Regions from separate parts of the Mus musculus genome. Here regions 2 and 3 are each linked to region 1. Evidence: chromatin contacts called from public HiCAR-type and promoter capture Hi-C data. All regions are on one chromosome and are shown on one strand. Each heading gives the region's core, a stretch centred on a gene start, on an enhancer-like site or on the middle of the called end of the contact. The rest is flanking DNA. Distances are from core to core; before and after follow the strand shown. Region 1 holds the start of 1110019D14Rik (RIKEN cDNA 1110019D14 gene). Region 2 has its middle 70 kb from the start of Bmt2. Region 3 has its middle 43 kb from the start of Gm38767.

The links. Promoter capture Hi-C pulls out the DNA fragments that hold promoters and counts their contacts. HiCAR-type assays count read pairs that join an accessible place to other places.
Region 2: a contact with region 1 is called in a HiCAR-type map of embryonic stem cells, with 2.4 times the contacts expected there. The contact joins the enhancer-like site here to the promoter of 1110019D14Rik in region 1. A contact is called at or near these places in 4 of 39 promoter capture datasets (the 3T3-L1 cell line, the C10 cell line and hippocampal neurons), 1 of 15 datasets of contacts at CTCF or cohesin (the NIH/3T3 cell line), 3 of 115 datasets of contacts at active chromatin or transcription factors (bone marrow-derived macrophages and embryonic stem cells) and 3 of 9 other capture datasets (adipose tissue, liver and pancreatic islet).
Region 3: a promoter capture Hi-C map of hippocampal neurons shows a contact between it and region 1, with 2.0 times the contacts expected there. The contact joins the enhancer-like site here to the promoter of 1110019D14Rik in region 1. A contact is called at or near these places in 1 of 39 promoter capture datasets (hippocampal neurons), 1 of 484 Hi-C or Micro-C datasets (the G1E-ER4 cell line), 2 of 115 datasets of contacts at active chromatin or transcription factors (bone marrow-derived macrophages and embryonic forebrain) and 1 of 9 other capture datasets (pancreatic islet).

The regions. Positions count from the first base shown.
Region 1 is chr6:13,870,003-13,873,163 of GRCm38.p6, forward strand. 1110019D14Rik (RIKEN cDNA 1110019D14 gene) reads left to right here and starts at 1,567. Exons shown (of 3, transcript NR_045995.1): 1 at 1,567-1,625. 2610001J05Rik (RIKEN cDNA 2610001J05 gene) reads right to left here and starts at 1,516. Exons shown (of 3, transcript NM_001352887.1): 1 at 1,437-1,516; 2 at 1,054-1,144; 3 at 1-738. The coding sequence starts at 709. The coding sequence ends at 530.
Region 2 is chr6:13,746,374-13,749,534 of GRCm38.p6, forward strand. No RefSeq gene overlaps it. Among named protein-coding and RNA genes, the nearest start is that of Bmt2, 70 kb to the left of the region's middle. Within about 2 kb of position 1,713, at least 27 of the 459 cell types and tissues checked have an H3K27ac peak or open chromatin away from gene starts, as enhancers often do. A contact at or near this core is called in adipose tissue and embryonic stem cells, where this site is marked.
Region 3 is chr6:13,973,674-13,976,834 of GRCm38.p6, forward strand. No RefSeq gene overlaps it. Among named protein-coding and RNA genes, the nearest start is that of Gm38767, 43 kb to the right of the region's middle. Within about 2 kb of position 1,693, at least 12 of the 459 cell types and tissues checked have an H3K27ac peak or open chromatin away from gene starts, as enhancers often do. A contact at or near this core is called in hippocampal neurons, where this site is marked.

The DNA.
Region 1 (3,161 bases), core at 317-2,816:
CATTAAAAAAAAAGAAAACCAGTAACAACAATAAAACAAATCCAAAACCCACCCCAACCGGTTCTCTGAGAGAGTGAGAGTGAGAGTGAGAGAGAGAGATCCCCAGAATGCAAGAGGCAGTGATTATAACAATATAGATTTACTAGATTCTGAACAAATACTTCCATCTTCCAATTCCATGTGCTCTGACAACTTGAAAGTATGAAATAATACTTTTGCAAACTTAAGCCCTCTCACTTTGGCCCCTTCCCAAGCAGCAAATACAAGTTATGGGCCACATTATTAGTGCACTCTTTGTTGTTAAGAGCCGCCCTCCACTCCCATCTGCCCTCCACTCCCATCTGCCCCCATTGTAGAAGAAACAAGTATGAACGTGAAAGCATCTCTTAACTGAGAGTGTTAACTCTCAGCTAACTGTAACCCTCTTGCTGAGAACGGGAGAGATCAAATCTTGGGGTCGGCCTCAACAGAACAATGGTTTTCAGCACACTGGTCAGGGTGCAGTCTAATTCAGAAGAGTCCTTCAGAGTCACATCTGTCCATTTCGCTTTCTTGCGTATATCCCCAAGCAAGCACAGATGCCGGTAATGCTGAGAACCACACCTAATAAGAGTGCAATCGCGTCTCCAGCTTCCACTGCTTCAACAACAGGCAGGATCAAAAGCAGCGAAGCGAGGACTAAGATCAATTGCGTTGAAACTGAATTCATGATGCTAGGATCTGGAGGGCTGAACTTGCCTAGAAGTTAAACACCGAACAAAAGAAACTGTTAAAAAAAAAAGCCTTATTTTTTTTTTTTTGAATGACAATATTAATATAAAACAATCTTTTAGACTGGAATTTGTGAATCATTTCAGATGTCAGTTTAAGATGACAAAACTAAAGACAGTCATTTTAGGTTATCATTAGAAAAGAGAGGGAAAAATGCATAAGATACTTGCCAAATAAAATACCCTAACAGGTAAAAGTCACATTTTATTAGCATGTCTCTTATCTAGAAAATTCAACACAACACGTGACTCTGTGAAGTTGTAAGGAATTAATAAGACTTACCGAAACAAGGGTATAAGTAATTCTACCCAACGTGAAATATTCTCTTTGGAACTTCCGGATGCTGAGGCTAAGAGGTTACTCGTGACACAGCCTATTTTAAAGAGGAAGCTAGAGTCAGTGAGAAACGAACAGCAAGGACAGAAATTGGTAACGAGTACAGAAAACACTCCCTAACAGTTCCTTCAAAAAGAGACTACTAGATTTAAAGTTAGTTCTCACACACAGATTGCTAAATGAAACCAAGCCGAGAAGCAAATTCATCCCAAGATCTAACATAAAGATCTGGAATTCCTTCGCCCTGGGAGGGTGCAAATTTGTTGGGTTGTGCAAGTACACTAGGAGAATCAATCCTGGAATCCCCGGGAGCGGAGTTTGTACCTTACCGGACCGAAAGCAGCCATTACAGGAATGGAGAGCAGGGCGGTGTCGCCAGACTACATTTCCCACAAGCCCTGCTGCCTACTCCCGTCATGCACAGCGCGCTCTGGGATCCCTGACTGAGGGATAGACCACAGGCTGCTTGTTGTTCGGGTTTCACAAGTTTGCCCTCTGGTTTTACTGTTAAAGAGAGGGTGAGTGTTCAAGAAAAGGTTTAGTGAATTCGTAGGACTAACGAAACAACAATACGTGTTTTCTGCCCTGTAAAGGAATTCTAGCCGCATGAATATGTCTTGTTAGTACTCTGAAATAAGGAAGTAACCGTGGGAGAGGGTAGCTGAGGGAAGCCATCTGTTTGGGAATGTTTCAAACCTGGGGCCTTCCAACATTTCTGCAGCAGAAAATCCCCGTTATCATTTTCCAAATGTGCCTAATGACATTTGCTAATTTTTTAAAACTAACGGGGAAAATAAGCACATTTAATCAGAAAGTTTGGAAAATATTGAATCATTTGTGGTGCAAATCAGGTTTAGAAAATATGGTTTCAGCCCTATACACAGATCTTTTCCGATTCGAATTCTTGTCTTTTTCAGAATGTTCACTCTCCACAGCCTCCCAATATTTTAAGATGCCAAGTTTAGTACTCAAAACCATTATAAGTATTATTCACATGCATCTGTAAGCATTAACTTTGAAAAGTTCTTGAAGTCTTGTTACCTGGGATATCCATACTAAATGTTCCTTCTGGCCCGAGCACTTTCATACTTACTGACAATTTGTCATCTTCTCATTGTAAGTTACTCACGGTGCTGAGTTAGAGGTGCCCGGACTTGTCCTGATAAAAATCATGCGAATACTGTGGGCACACTCAGTTGAGTGTCTATAATCAGCTTGTATTCTTGTGTTGTTGGTTCTCCTTTTAAACACAGTTGTATCTCTCTGACGGTAATGATTTATACTTCTGCTTCCCAAAAGACGTTTGGCAGGAACTTCAGCGACATTAGCTAGGAACAATAATTTGATGAAATAAATGTGCCAAGATTTTACAGGAGCTTCACAGAGGTGGTGAACACATTAAAGCAAGTTGTGTCTGATAGATTGACAGTGTTGTTTTTCTAAAGTTAATTATTTTAACAAATTCACTCTAATTGCACTTGTCTTATGTTGCTTTTGGCTTTGTATCTTTCCTATCAATTAGTTTTGGAATAGGACCTCTTGCTTTTATGACTTCCAAAATATCCTCCTACATTCCAGTGTTTTCATTTGGGAGGTTTTATTTTTCCTTATGTATTTGTTTCAGCTAGTGGAAGTCTGCAGACTAAAGTTAGTGCTTGTACACTTTTCTGTTCCTGAGTCTGTAAAGTGTCTTGCTTAAGCTTTAAGTTTGCAGAGTCTATGCATGGTAAAAATGTTCATCTTTTCAATTATTGTAGTTAGAAATTAACTAATGACTTGGTCTATCTGTAAAACCGTGGTACAAATTGGTGTAGGGATATTTTGGGCTCAAATATAGTTTTAAACTGAAATCTGTTGCATTTTGCTAATTAGGTTCTCTCCGTATTGGAAATCCAAGGAAATGCTTTTACAACAGCACTTTTAGGTTAGAGGCTATTATAATTCTATTTTTTCCTCATTCTATTCTAACTAGTCTGTTTTTCTTTTAATAGTAATTTATTCCTTTACTTTAAAACAACGGTTCCACCATACTAGACAAACTTTCAGGTTACTTG
Region 2 (3,161 bases), core at 463-2,962, 120 kb before region 1:
GAAACTTCAGAGGGAGCTATACTGAGATACTTTTTATTTAGATTTGTGCAGCACGAGGAGCCATTTCATACAAGCTTTTCTGTAATATTCAAGAGTATCTTCAAGAACTTCGGTAACTTGGCACTATAAGATAACACAATTTCATAATTTAAAAGCACACTGTGGGAATATTAGAAACAGTTTAAAAAGATTAAGCGATGGGGGAAATCACTATCAGAACCAAGAAATTTCCTTTCCCAAGATCACGAGATAATAAAATCCTAAAGACAGAGAAAGTATGAAGGACAGCCAGAGGTGGCAACGGTACAAAAAGTTGTCACTTTCATAAGCAAAAAAATGTTAGCAATCTGTTAGAATACAGAAATGGCAGTGGCCCCTCCCACAACCCGAAAGATCACACGAAGCTCTGCTAGTTTGCTTCTGTCTCTCCATATGGGAAAATATAAGTAACTGGATAATCTTCAATCAGAAGAAAGCATAAATCCCCAAAGAATAAGTCATCAGAAGACATATAAAGATGCTCAATATGTTCTAAATGGGAATGCAGATATGAAAATACATAGTCAATTTCTTTTTTAGCTGTGTGTAATAGGGTGGAATTAAGCAAAAGCAAACTGGAAAGCAAAAGATCCCAGAGAACATTTTGATGACAAATGGAAATATCTTATTGCATAGCAAGGGCCCTGGAACAGAGCAGAATATGAAACGAAACTAAGAATACTCAGCAAAGCTTCCCAAGGGTACAGCTCTTCCAACGAGAGATTGTTCCCTGGGCTTCCTGGCACATCACACACTGCTATTTTTGCAGGAGTTTTGTGAAATGTCATTAATTTTTAAAAATTTTTATTTATTTTTTACTTTGACAATCTGTTTCTTGGACATCATACTTCTCTTGGGAGATGATACATGATAAGTGGACAGAGCATGTTGGCACATTCGCCCTTAATGTTAATCCCCCACTAGAAATTGGGCTTATTTTTTCCCCAGGCTTTTGGCTCCGGATACTGTCTTTGCAGCCATAGAAAATAATGGCATGTTTCACAGACAGTTGCAAAAGTAAACTTCCTCCAATAACATTCTAGAAACTGGATTACTAAATTAAAAAAAAATGTAATCTAATAAAAGGCATGGTCCAGAAAGACATTTGTTAAATGCATTCATTAATAAAACCACATTTTCCTCACCCCAGAGACCTCATAAATGGTGGTATGGTCTCCATCTAGCCCGCCAAAGTTATTTAATTCGCAATGCAGTTGAAATGGAATGTTCTCTAAATCAGATACATTATGGGGTAAGAGGGCCTTCAGGGAGACTGAGTTTGGAGGCACCAAGAGGAATAGCCTGGGAATCTGATTGCTACTATATAAATTGTTTTGTAGACAATTGAATTTCAAATCTGGACTCAGGATGGCCAGACCTTAACTACAATGTGTTCTGGGAAACTGAGGGATTGGGAAAGAAAAAATGGAGGACTTAGAGGAGGCATTTTAGTAACAAGAAGAGCTTACACACATTTTTTTTTTTTAATCAGCCTGAGGGTGAAGAGGTTCTTTTCTGTCAGCGCTGGGAAGTCACCAGGAGGGCTTCTCACTCTTCCGCCAAGCTCTCCTAGAAATTGCTGCTTTATTTTAGGCCCACAATCCTCTGCAGAGCTCCTGCAGTTCTGTATGTGGTACACCCATCGCACAGAGTGTGCTTTGTTCCTTATCTTTTCAAGGAGCTTAGAGAGAGAGAGAGCGCGTGCAGATTTGGAAGATACATTGTTGCCCTCGGGAAGGCAGTCAGAGCCGCTGATAGCGCTGGAAAATAGAGATGGTGTCCACCAAAGCTGGGGGTGGGCACCCACAGGCTACTCTCCTTAACAACTCTATGGGAACTGGGGCGTTGAGTTCAAATGCAAATACTCTTCCAGACTAGTGCTATTGTTCTGAGCAGTAAACTGCCTTTGTTATCTACCTTTATACACTAGAGCTTGGCAGGCTAACTTAACATGCATTAGCTTATTGCTTTTTTTATTAAAATAAAGGCATCCTATTTTGATTCTGATTGAGATCTAGGCTTATTTTAAATGTAACACCTATTTCTTATGGACAATAGTTTGTTCACTTAAATCCTAAATCATCTGGCATAAGTAACTGGGTGGTTTTCACATATTTTTTTATTTATTTATTTATTTATTGAAAAGAAAGCCAGTAAGATCCAAAAAAAATTTGGTTGGGGAAAATAAAAGACCTTATTTATTTATTTATTTATTTATTTATTGAAAAGAAAGCCAGTAAGATCCAAAAAAAATTTTTGGTTGGGGAAAATAAAAGACCTTAACAACCACAATTAAAAACCAAGTAAAATAGAGGATTGTTCTGAACTGACATGTCTTCAGAAAACTACAAATGGCTAACAAACATAGGTAAGAAGAGTCTGCTGTTTCTAGCTACTAACGAAATATGCATTAGCCCCTCCCCAGTTAGAATGGCTATTAGCAACAAAGGCTAGGGAGGAGATTAACTAGTGTAAATTAGTCCAGGCCTGGGGAACAGTTTGGAGGCTCTTCAAAAGTTAAAAATAGATCTGCCTAATTTGATGTAGTTATCAAACTTATAAATAAAGATCCAGGGGAAATGGCGCCAGCATAGCAATAAGAAAGCTGCTCTCCTGCCTTTATTCTGTCACCAGTCCTGATAAATAATAAATGACATCTAACTAGATCCTCTGTTAGAATTCTGTCTAAGCCCCCGTGTGCCTGACTCACTATAAAAGGAGTTGCTTGCCCACTCCTTGCTCTCTTGCTCCTCCCTTGTCCTTGCTCTTCCCTTCCTGTTCCTGCCTTTCCCCATTCCCTTACCCCCTCTGTCTACCTGCTCATGGCCGGCCTCTACTCCTTTATTTCTCCTCTCTCTCTCTCTCTCTCTCTCTCTCTCTCTCTCTCTCTCTCTCTCTCTCCCTCCTTCCCTCCCTCCCTCCCTCTCTCTCTGCCTCTCTCTGCCTCTACTACCCTCTTAACTCCCCTCTCCATGATCTTAATAAACTCTATTCTATACTACCCGCCATATGGCTGGTCCCTCAGGGGGAAGGCTGCGGTTAGCGTTCTGTCTAAACTCCACCCCACAGTTACCTGGCAACAGCCAGGTGTGCTCCTCCCTACAAATTACCTGGCATCAGTC
Region 3 (3,161 bases), core at 443-2,942, 100 kb after region 1:
CCCAGAGCTCCCAGGGACTAAACCACCAACCAAAGAGTACACATGGAGTGATCCATTGCTCTAGCAGCATATGTAGCAGAGGATGGCCTTGTCTCGCATCAGTGGGAGGAGAGATCCTTGGTTCTGTGAAGGCTTGATGCACAAGTGTAGGGGAATGCCTGGGTGGTGAGGTAGGAATGGGTGGGTGGGTGGGTGGGGGAGCACTCTCACAGACATATGGGGAGTGGGGATGTGATAGGGGGTTTCCAGAGAGGAAACTGGGAAAGGGGATAACACTTGAAATGTAAATAAATAAAATATTCAATAATGAAAAAAAAAAAAGAGTTGGAGCATCCTATGTCTTTGAAACCTTGAGTTTCCATAGAAACAATTGTTGATAAATTTATAACATGCTTATCAAATTTTATAACATGTTTATCAATTTATAACAGTTATCGAAACTAAGAAGAGGATTGAGAGCTCTATAACCTTGTAAAGAAGGGAAAACTAAGGCTCTGGTAAAGATGAAGAGAAAATCACCTAGAGGAGGCTGAAAATGAAATGTGCTCAAATTAGAAGAAAATTACAAGATAAAATTAGAAAATGAGGGAAATGTACCTTTAAAGCGTTTTAACAACACACGGCAATAATAACATATTTACTGGCATTTTAGTGTAAAAACCCCTAGTTAATATGAAATTTTAAAATGCTAAACCATGAAGGAAAGATATGACTCATAAAATTAAAAGCTAAGAGGAGGATAAAGAGGAAAAGGACTAGTTTTATAGATGAATGAATATAGGTACATTGTGACTTCTAACAAGACTGCGGGTCCTGACTGCGTCCAGAGTATCTGTCTGTTGATTTCTTGTGCAAAAACATGGGGTCTTCAAAAAGCTGTTAGTACTGCTCTCTGGATTCTCTCAGCAGATCCTGCCTTCTCTGGTATATTGGAGGGAAGGGATATGATGCTGCAGTCATTTTGGTGCTAATCTGGTAGGGCCCCACAAAAGCTGGAAGATATACCCAAATTATCTCCATCTGTATGTAAATGTAATGCATTCATAATGAGAGCTAAACCCCAAATGTCTTCCACTTTTACCCAGCTTTATCGATTGCATGCCATATAATAAAAGGAGATTTATAAACAGCACAGAAAGTCAAAGAGCATATTTGCACTATAGGAAGACTCCCTGAAGCATTTACACAACTGCCTTCCTGTGATTCGCATTTGACAAACACGATCTTCAGCAGATTTACATAGCATCTCCTGAGTGTGCTGTTGCACTGCATTTATTAACTGCCTTATAGACACTCTTTAACATCTCCCCGGCTTTGCTTAATTTCAAAATATTAAAAAGTAAGCCCCTGACACGCTGACAGCAGTATCAATAATAATGAAGTATGTTTCTTGGCTTCTTCCGAAGAGCTTAGGTAACTTTTACTATCTGCCAAAGATTTGCCAGAAAATGCAGTTTTTAGTAGTCTCATCGGGCTTTCACGAGGAATCTGTTTTCCTAGAGCTACAGAGAGAACTCTCTTATCAACGGGGAAAAAGTGGCCTATTTGATATTACGGAGCAGATTCCTGGCAAAAGACTGCAGTGGGGAACTGTGGGCAGGATTCCCTGGGAGAGCCTGGCAAGTGAGTCCCTCACAGAGCCGCAAAGGAGGCAGGATGTGCAGTGGGGAGGGAGAGGGTCGCAGTGTGCATACAGTTGGGTACACAGCAGACTCCACCGATCCTGCAGGAACTCTAACCCTAGAGGCCCTACGGAGATCCCAGTGAAGACAGATTCTTTTTTTAATACCCTATTCAAGCAACCTGACTCAGCTGCCTATGGAGGCTTCCAAGCAAGCATTACACAGCTACAGAAAGTATCCAGAGACAGGTTTCCCAATAACTGATTACTTTGAAAGGGTGTATTTTTTTTCCTCCCTACAAAGACACATTTTATGTTTAGTGTGGTTGGACGTTAGAAATCTAAGTTATGCATTTCATGTTCCGTTCTGGTTTAGCTCAATTACGGTGAAACAACATTTCACCTGGAAAGCATCAGTTTCTCTATCTAGTGATATTTTTGAAACTGAGTTGATATATCAGCAGGAAGGTTCTATTTTTTTTTTCTAACTTCTTGGCATCAGTCTCTGTACACAGTGAGAGAATAACAAGGCTATCTTTGGATTCACTGTGGTTCTATAATCTTGTTTGAGGTGCTTCTTTTTGTTATGAACAACCACAAGAGAAAAAACACACGGAAAATCTCTTGAGATACTTAAAAACTACTTAGGTCTTTGTCTATAAATATTAAATACCTTTTTATTCCATATGTTTAAGTATACAAATGTAAATGTTAAGAGGATAAGATAAGGAACCTTGTACCAGATCAACATTTAGAATACAAATTTGTTTCTGATGAGCATGAGCAGAGCACACTTTTAATACCAGCCCTCCGGGTGCAGGTGGACCTCTGTGAGTTTGAGGCCAGCCTGGTTTATGTAGCAATCTCTACGCTGGCAAGAATTGCACAGGCAGACCCTGTGACAAAACAACAAGGAAACAAAAATAAAAACCATTTACTTTGCACATTTCAGAATGTTTAGATTGACTGCAGTTTAGAAGAAAAATTTTACTTTGTTGTAATACGAATTTAGGAATTTCCCCCACCCCTGTTTTTCAATTACTTCTAAGAATAAAGTACGCTGCTAGGCCAGGGACTATGAGTCTCTTCTCAAAGATTTCATAGCACAGTGGCTGCAATGGGTGAGAGAAATTCATAATATGAAAAACTAAGATTTCTTTTACATATATCTCTACATTATTGTTGATGGAAGAATTTTTAAAAATTGACTTTAAGAAAAGGACAGTATATTTTTATTGATTCTTAAAATTTTCCTGTTAACTAGTAAAAAAGTAAGTTGGAGACATTTAGGTTTGTGAGGTGGGACTGACAATATCCAACTTTGGTGGCATTAGTTCAGCAACACATTTAAAATTACACAAATTGATACAGGCAATTAGTGATAGTCACAAATGAACTATTTGAAACATGCCTGTCAAACATTTTACAGACCACAATGCAGGCATAGCACACATTCAATAAGTGTATACAAATCAATTATAAAAATTTGTGTGGCACAACACTTTCTGAACAGTAACATATAATTAATTGCAGTTTAAAG